Linked DNA regions of Arachis hypogaea: region 2 is linked to region 1. The links are chromatin contacts, called in public Hi-C maps. All regions are on one chromosome and are shown on one strand. The core of a region is the stretch at or near the end of the contact, and the rest is flanking DNA. Distances in the headings are between cores, read along the strand shown.

Region 1 (7,480 bases), core at 3,437-5,936:
TATTTTAGTTCTTACAACTTTTTATTCTAATAATATATTTTAATTAATGTATTAATATAATTTTAATATTTATATATCATTAATAATAATAATCTCATTTTAAAATGACATTTTATCCCTAATATATATATATAATATATAATGGTAGAAAATCTACTATTTCTTTATATGATTAGATTAGATTAAGATTATGGTAGACTAATTATATTGTTATTAATTAATTATATTAAAAGATTAAGATTACGATAGATTATTATTATTTTATTACTTTTTATTTTTTATATTAATTCAGATATTTGATTTTTTATTATTAATTTTTATTCTCTTATTCTATATGTTTATTCCCATAAATCTTGTTAAATTAAATAAGGTACTTTATATCTTCTTTTTATTCCTCTGTTATATACACATAAAATTTATTAAATTATTTCTCTTCCGTTTAATAATTTTGTTTCTCTTCTATTTATATTTCTTTCCTTCAATATTTTATTAGTTCTTATTTTTCTCTATTTTACTTTAATTTATGTATTTGTTCTTTTTACACCTAACATTTTTATTTATGTGTAATATACATTCTTACATACGTTATAGAAATATGATTTGATTCCATTAACTTGCTAAATTTTTTTGAAAAATTTAAAGCTAAAGCACAAAAATATATTTGTAGATATTTTACTTTTTTAACTAAAAATGTAATATTTTTTGCCATATTTGTTGTTGAATTTCTAAGTTAAATATGAATATTAATTTTTGAAATAGAATAAATATATTTTAAATTTTTTGCATCTAAAAACAATATTCTATCAATGTTAGAATTATTTAGATGGATAAGTAATGGTGAATATAGAATTATTTAGGATGGATAGAACTAAGTACATCTTTTTATTGAAAATATGAATTTAAAAATATTATATTCAATTCTCAATAGTCAACCTCTCATTGAACCATTGTATGTTCAAAAGATTTTTGAAGAAATGAAATAATTTTAAGTATATAATTTTTTGTAAAAAATTAATTAATTTAAGGTATTTATTGTTGTTGATTAAAAAAGTAAATTGAAATGACAATTTAATCTTTCTATACTCTTAAAATATTATTTATTTATTTTTCTAACATTCTTTATCATCCAATGATCACATTAATATAATTTAATTCAATAAATTTATTTATCATCATTTGATTGAATAAAAATTCTATTTTATCTGAAAATTTTATGATTTCTCAACCTCAAGATCATCCATGTTAAATCATTAAGAAATATAATTGAGAAAGCGGAAGCGTCCTTTCATTCGAGAGCATGATTGAGATCAGGGAGCTTGGCTCTTGTGATTATTTGATCTTCGTCAACCAAAACTTTCTGTATTTTTGATAGAGCTAAATCACAACTTCACTATGAAAAAAGAGCTACGGAGGCGAGTTTGATGTGTTGGAGACCAAAATCCTGAAGTCATTATTTATATTTGAATGTGACACTCATTAAACCCTAAAACTCAAATAAAATAGTATCTATAGTTTTAATCTCATTTATCCAAATCAAAAGTAATAATGACTTATTTAATTCAATATTTATGACAATAAATGAGATCACCGTTATATAAGCCATTTAATGTGAAATTACTTAATTTGCGATTATAATTAACATATGAATTGCCCATAAATATATTAAGAAATAATAATTTTCTAACAATCTTTCATTTAGGCTATACATATATATTTTTCTGAGATAATCACATTCTATAAATTTTATGAAATTACCGCAGTTTTTATCACATTAGTGTCGTAACGAAACCACGATGATCACCATACTAAAATACTCAACCACATAGATCAAATTTGGATGAGAAAATTCTGACATGAAAAAACAATCTCATGCATGCCTATTTTCAACTGGTCCAACTTGAATAAAAATTCTATTTTATTCGGTGATAGACTGAGATGAAACTGCAAGGACAATGCTTAGGCTCATAATAACCAGTGATGGCAACATGAGTTGTGAAGGAAGATGAGAGCTGTAAAGGGGTAGGCAGCAATGGGCTCAGCAACGACGATGACGGGAGCTATGAGGATTTTTGTGAAGAAGCCGAGAAGAAGAAGACTCTGAGTGAGGATGACTAGGTTTCTCTTGCATGGCGATAGAGTATAGACTGAAGTTGTGAATCACTGAATTTGTGATGTGAGGCAAATCCTAATTCCTAAAAAGCGTTTATATGTATATATCTGGGGCGGGTACACCCTAAACCCAACCATACCCTGTCCTGAGCAAAATCAGCCCCGACTCAGATCAAGTTATTATCCTCCCCAACCGGGTATAGACGGGTTGGGTACCCACGTATTTGGGTACTCCTGTCAAATCTAACCACGTATTGATGCTCCATTTATTAAGGATTTATTGCTAGCCAATGGATTGCTACACACACAAGACGAGATTCTAACTCTTAATAGTTGTTTAAGTGGACGAGTGAGATGATCACTCAACAAACTTAAATTGATTAAGACAAATATTAATTATTTTTAATATTTTAATATTAAAAGTCTTGAGAATTTGATTTTAATTATAACTTTGTAAAATATTTATAATAATAATTACTACATATATTTTATTTAATTTTTTAATAATTTTTTTATATAATTTTATGTATTATATATCCCGTTCAAGGTACGAAAAACATACACTAGTTTGTAGTAAAAATTACGGTTATGAAAATCAAATCGGACCGTCCAATTCAACTGGATTAATCGAAAATCAATTTTTTGATCAATTCGATTAAGGTGAAAAATTATCTAGCAAAAAATCAGTAAAAAATGGTCGAATCAACGGTTAATCGATGAATTATATGAACCGATCTAATTTTTTGGAGTTTGTTCGGTTCACTAAAAATATGCAATGTAAGGTCATTTTACTAATAAAAGAAGGGTAAAGTATTATTTTGTCCCACCATTAAATTTGACGTAAACAATTCGCATATTAAAGAGGCAATATCATTCGATTTTAGTATCTAAGTAAAATCGATCAACCAACAATCACTAATATAAGAGTTTTTCTTTTTATTTTGGAGCGTTGATAATTGATTGTTAGAATTTGAAGTTTTGTATAAAATGAATATTGAGGAGAAGAAGTATTACAAGAAGATTTTGATTATGTTTTTCTAGCGCATGAAAGAATATATAACTTAACTAGTAACGTTATTAATATTTACATTACTCATTCCGTTAACTATTAATATCAAATTTAATGGTAAGACAACATTAAACTTGTTTCAAACTTTTTAAAACAAAAATAAAACGTTTAAAACCTTAGGTTAAAACGTTAGGGATCAAATTAAGATTTGACCCTAAGATTGATACTAAAATAATACTCTACCCTTAAAAAAATAAAAAATTTGCAAACCCAGTAAGACAATACAACATCTCATGTCTCACCTCATTAGTCTCTCATACATCAGAGAAGCCTACAACCACTCACCCCCACCTTCTCTACTGCCGAGCTACACTTCGTCAGTCAGAGGGTGCCGTCGCCATCACCGGACTAGTCTCAACTGAGCCTCCCACTTCTCCCGTCGGCATCACTCACATGCATAGAACCTACGGACACGTTCATTTTCTTCCCGGCGCTTTTTGGTTTCCCATCGTTCTCTCTCTCTTTCTGACCGCACTCTCTCTCACCCTCACCCAAGCCGCATATGTTGAGGAATCAAAATAAGAGTTCATATTCCTACCCAATATCCACACTCACTCCCACTGCCTTTTTTATTGTCGAAAACTCACGTTACTGCCGGCATTCACACAGTCGCGGTTCTCTTCTTGTGTCATTGAGGTTCTCTTCAAGCTCTCCCTCGCTTCTTCAATTTTATATTTGTGAGTTAATTGGTTTTTTGAGTTAATTTTTTTTATTGTTGATTGTTTTTCTTTCTGAGTTAATGGTTGTGTTTTTAAGTTAATTAATTTTTTTAATTTTTAATTATTGTTAATGTTAATTGTTGGTTTTGTTGAGTTAATTATTATTGATTGTTGTCAAATTTTAGAGTTAACTTTGTACTATTATTCTTATTCTAAATTAGTTTCTTATTTGTTGTAGGGTTGCTGATTATAAATTATGTTTTGATATTTTTCATGAACTTTAATGTTTGAGTTTGTTTATGAATTTTTAATGATAAAATATAGATAAGTTATTATGTAAAATTAGAAAATTTTAAATTTTATTAACTTAAAAATTGTAATTTGAATATTTAAAATTATATACTAAATTTTTAATAATTTTATTTTATATTTAATTAAACCGATTCAATTATATTTTGATTTTGGTTGGATGATTAAACCGTTAAATTAGTAACTTGATCAATTTATTGACGGTTTGGTTCTTGTAACTTTGGTAAAATTGTTTAACAAAATAAGCCAAAAACTGAAAAAATTAATTAATCGGTTGAATTGATTTAAATAATTATTTAAAAAGCCATTTTTTTTAATTATATATTTCATAAATAAATATATTATTTTAAGTTGAATTTTTAAATCTCTTTCATCTTCGGTTCGATTTTGAGAATATAGATAAAACTATCAAGTATAAACAAAGGGAGTAACATACACGTGTAATCTTCAATAGTTCAATAGGAAAATAAAAACACTCTAATCCAATTGAAATCATGGAGGGAATATATAAAAGATTAAAAGGTCATCCTCCAGACTCTAGAGTCAAATGAATGTCGAGTCCCACCTATAAAATCCATATAATTTCGTTCGATATCATATCATATCCTCTCACATTTTCTTACAACACAAGCTAGCCACCATTTCATCACACACACACACACACACCCTCTCTCTCTTATGCTCCCTCACACATACTAAAACTCACTTATGGCAACAGCTTCTGCTCACAAGTCTCTCACAAAATGCACAAACACCTTCCTCTTATTTCCTCTCTCCAAGAAGCAACACTCTATTTACACTCTTCATTTTCACCAAGTAATACTCCTCTCTCACTTTTAATTCTTTCTTTGTCTTCCAAAATTCCTCTTAATTATGTCGCTATCTTTAATATTTACACTAGTCATATGTTTTTATTTTGTTATTGGTGATTGTTCAGAGACCATTGTGCCATGGATGCTATCTTTCAATGAATGGCTGCAGAAAAGGACAGTCAAGAGGGCCTGTTGGGACAATAGAGACACAAACGTTGGAACCGGTTGCAACAACTTCAATGGCTTTGTACAGCCTGAAAATGACGATTTCTAAGATGAAATCAGAGCCTCCATATCGGAGCTCTTCGGGCATAGTGAGGCTGCAGGTCCCCATTGAGGAGGAAGAGGTTGAGGCCATTGATTGGCTCCACTCACAGAACCACCTGCTCCTTCCTCGCTGCTTCTTCTCCGGCAGGGAACACAATTCTTTTGACTCTAATGGCAGAAGCTTGGTTAGCGTTGCCGGTGTTGGCTCTGCCGTTTCTTTTTGCCAGCCACACCCCTTTTCCTATTGGGATTGGATATCCATTAGGAGGTAAGTCATTTTTTTTTCCTTCAACAAACAAACTTCTATTATTTATTTTTTGAAAAAGTCTAGAGAACAGCAACTTTGTTAAATTCTAATCAACATGTAACTAACAAAGAAAAGTGAGTCATTAGATGAACATTCATCTCACACCATTAAAACTATCATTGATGACTATTTGATGGCTACAAATCATAAAAATTGCTGGTTTCTAGCATTCCTCTTATTTTTTTTATTTGGTTGTTTCCGTGTCCCTTAACACGCCATGTGACCTCACAACTTTTTTTGTTTTTTTTTAAATATTAGATAATTATTAAAATTTATTAATTTTATTTATTAATTAATTATTAATTTTTTAAAATATAAAATAAAATATATTATAAGTTAATTATTAAGTAATAATAAAAAATAATAAATTTTCATGACTCTAATATCCCCCGGCACCATTGCTCCATTGAATGCTTATTATTGTTTTGCTTGTGTTTAGTTCCTGATAAAACAACTTACTTTCAAGGTTTCTTTCTGAGAGCTGCCCATTGATTCGTGCATACGGAGCCATCCGATTCAACGCAAAAGCTAAGGTGTCATCAGAGTGGCTGCCTTTCGGTTCTTTCTACTTCGTGATTCCTCAGGTGCATACATTGCATTCTTTCAAAAAACCACTAATTACTTATTCCATTGTTGATAGTATTTATAGCATCAGCAGCTAGATATACCAAGCCCAAAAAAATTGACAGGTTGAGTTTAATGAGCTTGAAGGAGGATCGATGCTCACTACGACCATTGCGTGGGACAATACAATTTCTTGGTCCTGGGAAGATGCAATCAATGCTCTCCAAGAAACCCTTAGCAAGGTGATTCCAAATTGATTCTGTTACTTTACTTATTATTAGGCAGAGATTTAGTTCAGAGTTCAAACTAAAATTTTGGGCTGCAGGTTTCTGCTTCGATTGTGAGGTTTCCGAAACAAGCTCCTCCAACATTAATACTAAGTAGCCATGATATTCCAAGTAAAATATATTGGGATATTGCTGTTAACAGAGCTTTGGAGATGATAAAGAAAAACAACTCCTTACTAACCAAGGTAAACCTATAATTTTTCCGACCATGTTTTGATTTCTTACATTGATATCATAACTTGCGTCACAAGAATTCATTTGAAAACACTCTCTTTAACCATGTGTAATCATTCTGTCTTATATGCGTGCTATGTCGATTACTGTTTTTATAATCAACTAGGTAGTTCAAGATAGGATTCTAAGAATTGTACTACATTACAAATTTATTTTTTTTACCTCTTATCTTATATATATATGAGTACTATTTTCCTTGGTCAAATAAAAAAAAATTCATCTTTGTTATATTGGAAATTCAGGTTGTGCTGGCTCGTAGTACAAGAGTAGTGCCTACTACTAACATTGATCCGCTTACGTGGTTAGCTTGCTTAACGGTATTGAAATCTTCTTTGAATTTTGACACTTAAAATGGTGTCTTGGCATCAAGAAGTAATGAATTTCAAATGTGTGTAGGTTGAGAGCGAAAATGCATACCAGTTTCTCCTTCAGCCGCCAAATGCACCTGCATTTATCGGAAATACAGTAAGTCTATAACTTATTTCATTGCATTCTACATGCTGAAAATTCCAGAATTTATATATCAGAAGATGAATTTCACTTTGTTGTTAGTTTTCTTAATTTGAGAGTCATCCAATGGATAACCTGTTCAAGAAATATTCGGTGAATATCAACAATGATGAATTCTTCTGCTCTGTTGCCATTTTAATTTCTATGAACTTGATGAATAGCCAGAGCAACTATTTCACAGAAAATGGCTCCACATTACTAGTGAGGCTTTGGCTGGAACTCGAGCTAGAGGAGTGTCGATGGCACTGGATCGTCAAATAGAACTTGACTTGCTTACAAGGTTAACTTATATTCCTTGATGCCTGTGGTTACCACTATTTTCATTGTGTCTAGCTCCCCAAATTTGTTGTATA
Region 2 (6,833 bases), core at 1,793-4,292, 330 kb before region 1:
TTGAAGTGTATGAATTTAAAGTACTGAAGTGTTGAAACAAAAATCTTTCACACACTTCAGTGTAGATTTATTCCATTTTGTAATTACAGACCAATAATATGGATATCATATGGTAAATTACAAATTTCTATACAAACAAACTCATCAGGAAAAACCTTAATTACCTTTGAAACCTCACATTTTCAGAAGTTAGAGCATCTTTTAAGGCTGCATAACCATTTGCAAGACGAAAGGCAGCTATGCCAGATTTGTTGTGCCGAATCAGTGCTGTCAAGTAGTCCACAAAAACACGTCATGAAGATTACAAGGAATATGCTAAAACTGGGGAAAAAAAATTAAAAAGAAAAAATACTACATACAAGAGATTGCTCCAAGTGCCTGAGTCCTAACATTCACATCAGGATCTGAAGTGAAATTGGAAATAAGAGGTTCAAAGCCATTTGCTTCCATAACAAGTTGCTGACTACGAGGATTATTCTGGACTATTGTGGTTACAACATCAGCAGCCTTTGCACGAATATTGGGATGGGAGTTCTTGAGGTAACCAAGAAGCGGAACCAACCCACCAATTGAATGGAGATCTGGGAAATATGTACAAACCAGGAAAATAAGTGAGACATACATTTCTTTCAATCAGAAGCATAGAGCCATATTATTCAGCCGCAGATAAGACAGGCACCAAAAATCATAGAAAAGGAATGATGTTAAGGTTAACAACAGAAGAATGGTACTTCGGCAGTGCCATCACATAGAAAAATAAGAGGACAAACAATATTTTTCTACAGAAGCATAGCAAAAACCACATCAACTGAAAACAACATGAGTCATGACACCATGAATAACATTTATTTTTGCAAAGCCGGTACAACTCAAATAATGGATTACCAATTACCATTGACCCTTCATTGCCCAAATTTTAAGAGAGACACAGCATCATACAGTGAATAATGCATAGAAGATGATATATGAACATCAAGCGTAAGCTGACACATGTCAAGTACTTCACACATTAATAATCACTTAAGCAGTGTCATTATCCTATTCAACACAACAGACCAAGTTTATAAGCATCCTAAAGACTCACCATTGGCCATATCAATCGACTCAACATGCTCTTGCAACTCATCTAACAAATCTGTCAAAAAAAAAAAGTTAAAATAGAGATAAACCCCAAGTCAGTACAAGATTTAAAAAGAAAGAAAATGACTCACTAAAATATTAAATGTAAATTTTATTTTATTTTTTATGTAGCTTTCACATGTCAGATACCTTCAATGTCTGCAGGGGTAACACCCTGAGATTCCAAGACTTGCTCTGGAGTCTGCATTACAAGGGTAATCTCTTTCATACGTTTTACAACATCAATGGTCTGTGCTTGCATCGCTTCCATAAACCATCTCCGATCCTCTTCACTACACAGTACAGAAATTAACAAAATCAGACCCTGGTAATACTAGCCAATCCCAGATCTTGTCACATCCCGGACATCACCTAAACTGGGAGGTTGGGATCCCAGGACATGGGATGGCTGGCATTTGAACAACGGTAGAGGGAAATCCTATGATATATATAGCATGCCTATTGTATATATTTTATTTTTATTTTGAAGAAGGGGAAAAAATAAACCATGTATGAAGAATCATAGTAATAATCCAAAATCTTAAGTTCTATATTTCATAATAGTTCCATAATCCATACTAAATAAACTCACCAAGTCATAATTCCTAATTTAAGATCTCAATGATCAATCATCATCTCGAGTGAAATTACCCATATACCCCTTTTAAACCATCGCAGAAGTTGCTTCTTTTTTTTTTTTTTTTTTTTGTAGGGGTGGGAGAGAACAACAATTTCCTCTTAAAATATACAAAACTAACTAAATTTTCACAAAGGAGTATACAACTTTGTCTACAACCGTATGCTAATATTCCTCTGATTTCAAAATTACAAAACCAACATAGCAAACCATAATATTTGGGCCCATCCCCATCCATATTCAACTTCTAAAAGATAAATGTATCCCTTTCATTTATACTAGAATTTTCAATACAACTATGCAACAATGCATGTTATAAAGTATAAACCATAGCTACAAAACATGAAACCTTGATACCTCTCAACAACAGAAACATATTCATAACATCAAGAAACTCGCACCCTAATCAGCTGAATATCAATATCAATCTCTTCATTGATAAAAGAACGTGACCTTGCAGGAAAAAAAAAAAGCCAGGGAAAAGATAAAGGTGTGATGCATTTTTATCTTCTGTTTTCATTTTCAGCATTTTCTGTTTCTGTTTTCATCTCCTGTTTACTCTTTTGTGTTGGCAAAATTCTAAAAACAGAAAACACTGAAAATAAAAACAGAAAATAAAAACCCTAAAGAAAGGCAACCTAAGCTTCTAAATTATTCAATGAAAGAATCAGAATAGATTGATTGATTCTTAACTTCAGTCTTCAGGCTCTCCATTCATAACTTCATATTGATTAAAAGCATAAAACCCCACTTTACTCCATTAAGCAAAAATTAACAATACTATTAAAAAATGCAAAAATAAATTAATAATATTGAAACATCGACTTCCCTTTTTGCATCAAAGGGGGAAAAACTTACTATAACGAGCTAACTCAACAAGAAGAACATACTTAGAGAGAAAAGAAGAGATTGAAAGTACCTTAAATTGCGAGTGGGGCGAGTTCCATCGGAGTTAGCAATGCTCCATTTGAGTAATCCATCCCAGTTAGGTCCTTCTTTTGCCATTGTTGCTCGATTGAAGAAAGAGTAGAAGACAAGAAAAGAGGGAAAACTTCGAATAGGGTTTTAAAATTCACGAACAGAATGAAGAAGAGGGTTTTGGGAACGCGAAGGGGTTGGGGGTACTTATTCGTGTGGCAAGCGCGTGAATGATTCGGGAAGCGTCTCAAGGATTCGGGAGAGTGGTGGAAAGTGGAAAGAGGAACAAGTGAACAACGAAGAAGTACCGAATAGAAACTTGGATTTTTTTTTTTTTTTTTTGGTATTCCAAACTTGGAGTTTTCGGCATTAGACTGTTAGGCCATGGGCCTTTGTTATATGGCTCAGACTCGGGCTTCGGCCTACAATTCTTTTCCATTTTTCTACTATTATAATTATGTTTTGGTCAAGACAGTTTCTTTCATAGCATCTTCAAAAACATCTAGATACCAAAAAAAATTCAAAAATATCTAATTTCATCTATCAGTTTTAGGATTATTTTTAATAAATAAAATAAATATTTTAATTACGAATATACGTTAATTTGAGAGTATTTACTGATTTCTATTAAATGACTTATCTTATTTACATTGTAAGCTCAACTCCGCACAACATAAGGATTAGCACGCTTTCGGAAAGAACATAGAATAGTAGAGGATCTAGTATACGGAACACGACGATCATTAGAAATTCACGAATTAGAGATACTGTAATATACTCTTTACCATAATTTCTCATACCAGACCAACCCACTAAAATACAAATAGGGATCAGAAATGTGGTCAATATCACAAAGAAAAAAGAGAGATCGTCTATACCCAAATAAAAATTGATGTTTTCATAAGGAAGCCATCAAAGGCTTTCCACAAATTGAAATTTGGCTATAGAAGGATCGAATTGTATCCGAGGAACAAGGAAATACAAAAAAGTAATAAGAGAGGCACACAAACCAATCAATCGTGTCGGTCGTATTCTTGAATTTGAAATGAGAATAGGAATAATGCTTCCTAGCATGGGACACAGAATAGGACCACTTAGATCAGAATAGCATTCACAGAAATGTTCAAACATAGAGTAGAATCGAACATTGAAGAGATTAGTTAACAACAGTAAAAAGATGGGCGCCTAATTCCAATACTATAAGGGTCTATCAGTACAAGTCAGCTGAACACCGTGATTGATGAGTGGGTAGGTGGGTTAGGTGCACCTCTCGTCCAGTGGGAAGTATTGAGGCGAGTCTCCTTCCCCCCCCCCCCTTCCTTTTTCTACTTTTCCTCTCTCCTTTTGCTTGTGCTTCTACCCGGGCTTTTCATTTTTATAAATTTATATATAGAGACCCGAGGAAATTTTTATAAGATTCATTGCTCGCAATCAAGCTTGGAGTATAAATGAAAGGAATGGAACAAAGTGTTGCTTCGGGAAACATGGGTATTGAAAATCTTAAAAATCTGTGGGTTCCAAATTTTGAAGGAATTCCTGCCAAGATGACGGATCCTCCCATAGGCGCCTCTACATGAGCTTCGGGTAACCAAATATGAACTGGTACCATAGGTACTTTGATGGCGAAAGCGACGAAAGAAGCAATCCATAGAAAGATTTGACGCCGCTCACTAAATTCTGTCGTTAATGATATTTATAAATCGGCGGTCCCTATTTGGAAAAGAATTAACAGAATAGCTAATAGCATAAAAACATATCCAAGTAAAGTATAAAGGAAAAACGGATATGCTGCCTTGATCTTTCTTTATCTCGAGCCTCATACCCCTATAATAATGATAGAGTAAGGGGTGGCCCCAAAGCGGAATTTAGCGATGGTGGTTGGTCGAAGCTCCAGTAGGTAGCCACTCCATTCTCAGGGAACCTTACGTGAGACTTCCGCATCATATGGCTCCGCCCCGAGCTTCCATCGCCGGCCTTTGTCATTAGACCACTATCTATGTATGTATATTAAGCTTGGACTCTCGAACATTTTGCTTCTCGGGTGGTGGCAAACAATGCAGCTTGCGTTGCGGGCCCGCATTTTGTATTGAATAGGGGCCCGGCCCACTTCTCGCCCGAAAGAATCGCTCACTAGCTAGCCGGACTAGTGGGGGCCTTATCTGGAGACATACTGAAAACCATGCCCTTCGAACCGAACGCAACGCCCGTCTTCCAAATCACAAAAAGGGCTCGTTGGGAAGAAAGATGGAGTGCGGCCTGTAGAGCACACGTAACGTCCTGTTATTATTATGCGGGTTGCTCACACAGTGGATCTCTCTCTCTAGATATCTAGAGAGATGTGAATAGCCTTTATTTATGGCTGCCTCCCGACTTACAGCTTTATGCTACTACTACTGTGATGTGAGCGGTTCAAATGGGTTTTTTTCCAATTTATCCTGGCCAGAACTTGTATGCAGCACTTATACAAAGGTGCATGCATAAAGGTTTGGAACCCTTTTCTTATTTGAATCTTAAAGACAGGACCTATTCTCATCTCGAACCCTCTACCGAGCTTAACCATGCCCGCATTTCCTTTTTTTTTTAAGGGGGCCAAAGAAATGTCTCTGCCTGCTGCCAACAGTCTTTCTTTATAATTCTACTGAACGGGTTGATCCTCCCATTTGTTATAGCAACTTCGCTTAAGGTCTCCTCACCAAGAGCTCCCCGGCGACGACAGAGGAACCAACCCGCCCGCTGTGGCGGGGCGGCTTTTTTTTCACAACAAGACGTGGACGATTATCCGTACCCTCGGTAGCTTACGACTTTACGTCCATCCCTAGTTGGGTACAGTTTCCTTTTGATTTCTCCCTTGTAGCCGTTACTCGAATTCACGCAAGTGTGTCCACACCCCCCAAACTGACTTGACGAGGAATCCATTCTCGCGAACAAACACAGCCCCTACACACACCTAGGAGCTCCCCTTCCTGCATATCCATACAAGACCCAAGTAGGTGGGTCGAGGTCCTACGAGGTAACCACTACTCGGAGTACCCTCCCAAAAGGAAAAGGATGTGTTTGTCAGGTTCGGTTCGTCTTAGTTGGGTTGAGCGGGTTCGACCAGAAATGCTATGCTTATGCACAAGACTACCCCTCTTCCCGAAAGCTTCGCGGGGACTACTTTACATTATAAACGAGATAAGCATGGACATAGTGTAAATGAAATATGGTCATATTTATCTCGTTTACACTGTAAACAAGATACGTGGTAATGTAAAATGTTTACACAATAAACGAGATATAATATGACAAAATCAACCTATTATAAAAAGATCAGGAAATCGATGGTATTCCACACAAATCTCTCAATTCTTCCTTTTCTTTCGTTTTCTTCAAAAAACTTCTAAAAAAATTGTCTAGTGGTAATGGTTTCTTCGTTGTGATGGTGTCTTCCAACTGTCTGATGAAAAATAATGATAGTGAGAATATATTTGAGTGTGAGAGTCCTACACTGTTCTGAACTCGAAGAGCAAATTTGTTGTCCGAGTTAAAGAGTATGATATTGACGCACGTCAGCAATGGGGGAGAGAAAAGAGGTTGGTAGAGTTGGGTATAGGATGCTAGCATCGATAGAAAAATAGTGTATTTCGGTCTCGTCTGTTCTAGCTCGATGGCGATGAGCATGTACGCCTAATGTTTGACGTGACGGGAGAATTATGGTTGAACAAGTGATGAAACTTTTTGCGGAGGTTCGTGATGTTAGTGGTGGTGGTTCTGGCGGCTCGAACTTTGTATCGAATGACCCTCCTTTGGCACCACGACTGTTGCACTGTGCTAGTCCCGTGCAGGACATAGACGTTGAGGATGAGGAATCCGACGAAGAGTACGTTGCCGATAGCCAAGAAAGTGGATGACGATGATGACGACAATAATGAGTTCATACCAGAAACTCCTGTTGGTGGATCAGTTCAATACCTTTTGTCTACTCCGCATCCAATTCAAGAGTTATTATCTGTACCCAGCCACTACCATACATTAGATTTGGATGTGATACACGAAGAAACTCCGTATTCGAGTATGGGGGCCGATGATTACAACACCACCGATGGTGTGGAGTTTTGGGTTGGTTACAGATTCAAGAGCAAAGAGGCAGTGCTGCAAGGCGTGAAGAATTACAGCATTC

What was found. Hi-C and Micro-C count contacts between places; a contact is called where the count stands out from the background.
Region 2: a contact with region 1 is called in a Hi-C map of leaf, with 5 times the contacts expected there. The contact joins the promoter of LOC112727783 here to the promoter of LOC112727780 in region 1. A contact is called at or near these places in 4 of 8 Hi-C or Micro-C datasets (leaf and an unstated tissue).

Annotation. Positions count from the first base shown.
Region 1 is chr12:96,399,088-96,406,567 of arahy.Tifrunner.gnm2.J5K5, reverse strand. It overlaps LOC112727780 (isochorismate synthase, chloroplastic), which reads left to right and starts at 4,686. Exons shown (of 15, transcript XM_025777679.2): 1 at 4,686-4,962; 2 at 5,084-5,493; 3 at 5,999-6,116; 4 at 6,222-6,338; 5 at 6,422-6,568; 6 at 6,860-6,934; 7 at 7,014-7,082; 8 at 7,289-7,407. The coding sequence starts at 4,855.
Region 2 is chr12:96,723,153-96,729,985 of arahy.Tifrunner.gnm2.J5K5, reverse strand. It overlaps LOC112727783 (hsp70 nucleotide exchange factor FES1), which reads right to left and starts at 3,042. Exons shown (of 6, transcript XM_025777683.3): 1 at 2,676-3,042; 2 at 1,270-1,412; 3 at 1,085-1,135; 4 at 360-581; 5 at 165-267. The coding sequence starts at 2,761.